2 separate regions of the Sus scrofa genome follow, and region 1 is linked to region 2. A link is a contact called in public Hi-C data. All regions are on one chromosome and are shown on one strand. Each heading gives the region's core, a stretch centred on a gene start, on an enhancer-like site or on the middle of the called end of the contact. The rest is flanking DNA. Distances are from core to core; before and after follow the strand shown.

Region 1 (2,700 bases), core at 54-2,553, 480 kb after region 2:
CAGGGCTGTTAGAGGATTTCCCCACTCGATGCTTTGCCTGTTTTTTACTATACGCACATTCATGCAGGCACCATCATTGAAGCTAAGTTGAAGAACTCCCCCCACCACCCCATTAAGTCTTGGTTGCTGCAATCCACTGAAGCACACCTTCCATTTCAAAATGCATTTCCTTGAGCACCAGAATGCACCCTTGGAAGAAAAGCAGGCATAGCTCCACAGCTTACAAGTAAGCGAGGGACTAGACCCCTCTGAGGCTCAATTTGCTCCTCTTGTAGTTGTAAACAATCTTTCTTGTAGGTTGTGGGTAGGGCAGGGTGGGAGCCCACAGGCCGGTGCGGCAGCTGAGCAGTTCCTGCGCAGACCATGCTAGTTACTGCTGGAGCTCGATGCTGTAGGGTCACTCTGTTCATAGGTAAGTTAGCCCTTCTTCAAAAGGCTCACAGTCTATCAGGGCAAACTGATAAACCAAGCTGTAATTCAGTGTGACAGGTGCTATAATCTGTCTGGAATGTCCCCCTACTTACCACCCTCCTTGTCTGCCAGGCAGACTCCTACTCAGCCTTTAAAACTCACTGAAAGCCTTAATTGTCCAGGAAGCCTTCCTTTGCCATGCACCCTCCCCTCCCCCGGACCCCCCCCCCCCCCCCCGCTCCCCGGCAACATACACACTTACTCAGGAGTTCCTTCTCTTATGTTCATTACATTTTGTGCATATATTCAGAATCCCAGTGTGCAGCATGGCTGTCTCACCATTACCCTGTGAACTCAGACGCAGTAACCTGGTCTTTTCATCTCTGTTATCTCAGTGCTGGCACATATAATGGGTTTCAGCAAATATTTGTCAGATGATATCCTTGTCTGAGCAAAGTGTGATGCAGTACAGGAAACAGACGGATTTGTCCAGCTTCACAGAGGACTTAACATTTAAAATTGGCTCTCCCAGGATGAGCTGGGTCTCACTATGGAGAAAAAGAGGACATTTCAGGTAGAGGATCCAGGTAAGTGAAGGCATGGAGACACAACCATGCTGTGTAAGTCTAGGGGTAGGAAAGGGTCTGGCATCTCCGGACCACACAATATTTGGAGGAATGGCTGAGGAGCAGGAAATGAGGCTGGAGAGGAGTTCACAGAGCCAGATGGAGAGGGCCTCTGAATCATCCTAAGGGATTTGACTCCCATCTTGCAGGCATGGAGGAGACTTGGAAGGGCTTTGAGTAGGGGGAATGACATCATATTGTACTAGAGGAAGATAACTGGCAATGGGTTGGAGGTGGGAAGACCAAAGGCAGGGAGGCTGTTGCAATAGTTCAGATAAGAGATAAGATGGGGGAAGTGAAGGTGAGTGTGCGGTTAGGAGTGGATTTGCAGTGTATATTCCAGAGACAGAAACCTACTTCCTGGTGATTGGGGTTGTTTTGAGTCCTAATATTGTACATTTCCTGCAGTTTTTTAAGAGCTACTTCTTATCAGGGCTACAGTAACAAACAAGTCAAAGGATATAGTCCTCAAGTGTCGGGGAATTTTTGGGGTTATGCTTTTACTTTCTTCTCTTAGGATTCCTCTTGGCTATTCATCCTACAGATGTCTATTGTTGGCCAGAGAAAGAAACACCTTCTGTTCTTTCTGGTTCTGCCTTGCCCTGGAAGTGTCTGGGAGGAAGTTTTATTGATTGAAGAAGGATGAGCTCTGGCCAGAAAGCCAGTGACTGGCTTGATGGCTTTGGCCAGGCCGTCTTACTGCTTTGGGCTTCAGTTTCCTTATTTATGAAAAAAAAAAAAAAAACATATTGAAAGAAATCTTTAATCCTTCTTTGTATTTCTTATCCTAAATATAAGAATTAATACTTTCTGGTAAAATGCTTTTACTGGGTAAAAATAATATATCTAACCATAGCCCACAGAAATGGAAGCATCTTTTACTTCAGTTCAGTGTATAATGAAAAAGAAAAAAAAAAAAAATGCTGTGCCAAAACAAAACAAAACAGTTCTACTTTACAAAATCAATAACTGGAAAGATGTACTTTGACCTGGAGTTAGCCCTCAACTCAGTTCAGTGAAGTGAATTATAAAATCTCTCCATTCCTTTTTGCTGAATGTTAGAGACGAATGTGTGACAAAGGATATTTACTGTTCAAACAAACAAAAAATAACTACTTAAAATTTTTACTGGCACCCAAAGAAGGATTCAAACTTTTCTTGACAGATACAGTATTTCAAAATCTATCTATAGGAACTGGGCCAAAAGAAAGACATTGTAAATTACCTGCCTAGACACCCAAGCATCTGAAAAGAAGAATCAGGAAATGAATTAAATGTTTTTTTCCTGTTTCAGTCCCTGGAACATACTGTTTCTGAAAAGTATACTACAGAGAGTGCTCTAAATTGGTACTAAATATAATGTGGTTAAGAACTTTAAGCATTCATTCTGTCTTTTTTTTTTTTTTTTTTTTTTGTCTTTTTGCTATTTCTTTGGGCCGCTCCTGCGGCATATGGAGGTTCCCAGGCTAGGGGTCTAATTGGAGCCGTAGCTATCGGCCTACACCAGAGCCACAGCAACTTGGGATCCGAGCCGTGTCTGCAACCTACACCACAGCTCACGGCAACGCCGGATCGTTAACCCACTGAGCAAGGGCAGGGACCGAACCCGCAACCTCATGGTTCCTAGTCGGATTCGTTAACCACTGCGCCACGACGGGAACTC
Region 2 (2,700 bases), core at 178-2,677:
TTCCCTTATAGGTTATTGTAGAATATTGAGTAGATTTTCTTGTGCTATACAGCAGGTCCTTGCTGGTTATCTATTTTATATATGGCAGTGTGTATTTGTTAGTCCCAAATTTCTTATTTACACCTAAACCTCTAAAATATTTCTAAAATATTTTTTGCTTTTTTTTTTTTTTTTTTTTTTGGTCTTGAAACCCTGTGCTTTTGTAGTGCTCCATTGATGTATCAATTTTACCAAAATAAATCATCTTAGAGGACTGAATGATTTTACCTAATCAATTACTCCTGTGGAAAAAAAGAGGTTTTCTGCTGGAAAATAATGTTGCTTCACACTCATGTGCTAACAAAACCTAAGCAGGAAGGTCAGGCCAAGAAATACCTTCCTGCAAGAACAGGTATTATATGTTTCTCTCTCTGTACTGTTTAAATGTGTCTTCTACAAAATCTGAGGGATAGGAAATGTTGCAGGAGTGAGGCTTGGAAACTGCTGGAGGGGGTCACCCCTCATCCTGTCTGTAGAGATGCTGGTAAATGCAGGACCTAGGAGCTGCCCCCTGTTGACTTATTATCAGTGGGAGGAAGGCATGAGAAGGGAGGGCATCTCAGACATTACTCCACTACCTAATCCTTGCTTCCTTGGATCCAAAGGCCAGTGAGCTGCTCTGTGCCCCTAGAGTTCTGATTTGGCATCTCCTTCTCAGACAAGAGCTTCAAAGGGCCTCTGCTCCGCTTTGCTCTGCTCTGGGTGAAACCGGCTCATGGCCCAGGCCAATTCTGCTGGCTTCGCGTCTGTCAGTGGGTCCTAATCACTGTTATAAGTGTGGTTCTGCGGAACACCTTGTAAAATATTTTCCTATTGCTCCAGCAACATCTCCTGTCTAGACAATCTAATTATGAGCACGGAGCAAACAGCTCAAATGTTTGCCGCTCCTAAGGGTTGCCTAACTCCAGAGGTGGGGGTGGAAGGGCAGGGGAGGGGGTGTGGATGGCCTTGGTTACTTTTTGTTGACTTGACCAGAAAACTGAGTGCTCCAAAAGAATCCAGCTAACTTTTAATTAAAAAGAAATGATCTGGTTGAAAGCTGGCATTTTGTTGTTTTTCCAAACTCAGTGGAAGATTAAAGGTTGCGATTCATTTCCCTCCAATCATATCTTTTTCTTGGCTTCAAAGGTGATTTGTGGTCTCTCTGCTTAAAAAAAAAAAAAAAAAAAAAAAAAAAACCTGAAAAAAACCCCTACTTATTTAATAATCTGCCCTCCCAACAGCATGTCGAAAATAAAAAGTGGCTTCCTAAAAGTATGTTTTTTCCAAGTAGTAATTCGATTACATTCAGGGAGAATTTCCTGAGCTGTGGCCACGTGGCAAGCATGATGATGACAGTGATGAGACCTGGACTCTGCTCCCAGGATGTTTACAGTCTCCTGGGAAGGCAGACACATACGCACTGACACTTTAACTAGGCTTTGATTAGTGCTTCGGGAGAAAGTCAGCAGTGCCATGGGTGCAGGAGAGGGAGAGAAAATTTCTCCTTGGAGACATGGGAAGGTCTTAGAGGGGAAGTAGAATCTGAGGGGGTCTTTATAGGATGAGCAGGATTTGGGCAGAGAGCTAGTGAGGAGTAGGACTTCCGGGCACAACAAACAGATGGCTAACTATTGTGACCATGCTGGGTCTCCTTAGGGGCTGGGTCCCAGCTGTTGAGAAAGTCTGGTGGAAGTTTTTGAATGACTTTGGATAATGTATGAGATATTTGGGTTTTAGTCATCTTAGGATCTGAGATGTAGAAGGTTGGCACAGAGAGGAGCCTAAAACAATTGGCATTTTGCTTCAGAACGATAGGAGTGGTGACGATGGAAGAGACAGTTTGGAGGAAACAGAAATGGGAGAATGGAGTCAGCTAAGGCAGAGATTCTGAGATTCTTTGAGGGTCAAGGTGGGGATTATAATGACCTGAACTGGGCCAGTGGATGAGAAAAGGAAGGCATGGGTGTGAGAATACTTGGCTTAGTAGAACCCTTGGCACTGGCACGTGATGACTGAATTGGGTGTTCTTCATATGTGATGGGGAGGCAGAGAAGGAACCCTGAGACTACAAGTGGAAAATGCTCTTTATTTATAATGCTTATTATTTGGGGTGCATGCTTGGCTATGGGAAAATTCCATGGTTGGGATAAACTATTGGCGCCACTGACTTTTACTGAGAACTTTCCATTTCCAGGTACTGGGCTGGGTATTGTGATGTCATTGAGCTAAAGAGAGAGTTTCTGCCCTCATGGAGTTCTCAGTCAAGGGCATAGTCAGATCATTAATAAAGTATAAAATTACAACAGTGGCAGTGCTTTGAAGAAGAGATACAGGCTGGGGTGTGTAAATTATCCATTGCTGTGTAAATACTTACCTCAAAACTTGGTAGCATAAACTAAAAATCATGTACTATTTTTTTTGTTTCTGGGTCAGGAATATAGGTGTGTCTTAGCCAGGTCCTCTGGTTCAGGTCCCTGGGGACATGGCATCTTAAGCTAAAGTTCACATTGCTGTCGACAGGCTCAGGTCCTCACTGGTGGATATCCAGAGATATTGGTTCCTGCCATAGAAGCATTTCCCTAAGGCTACTGACAATGACTCCTGGCTTCCCTTCCAGGGAACAAGGGAGGGAATGAGAGGGAACAAGGGAGATTGAACAAGATAGAAGTCACAGTCTTC

The links. A called contact is a pair of places that touch in the nucleus more often than the background predicts.
Region 1: a contact with region 2 is called in a Hi-C map of liver, with 7 times the contacts expected there. The contact joins two enhancer-like sites. A contact is called at or near these places in 2 of 47 Hi-C or Micro-C datasets (embryonic fibroblasts and liver).

Annotation. Positions count from the first base shown.
Region 1 is chr13:127,281,463-127,284,162 of Sscrofa11.1, forward strand. The region is part of intron 5 of TP63 (tumor protein 63); the gene reads left to right. Among named protein-coding and RNA genes, the nearest start is that of TP63, 170 kb to the left of the region's middle. Within about 2 kb of position 1,304, at least 3 of the 83 cell types and tissues checked have an H3K27ac peak or open chromatin away from gene starts, as enhancers often do. A contact at or near this core is called in liver, where this site is marked.
Region 2 is chr13:126,798,009-126,800,708 of Sscrofa11.1, forward strand. The region is part of intron 5 of TPRG1 (tumor protein p63-regulated gene 1 protein); the gene reads left to right. Among named protein-coding and RNA genes, the nearest start is that of TPRG1, 270 kb to the left of the region's middle. Within about 2 kb of position 1,428, at least 4 of the 83 cell types and tissues checked have an H3K27ac peak or open chromatin away from gene starts, as enhancers often do. A contact at or near this core is called in liver, where this site is marked.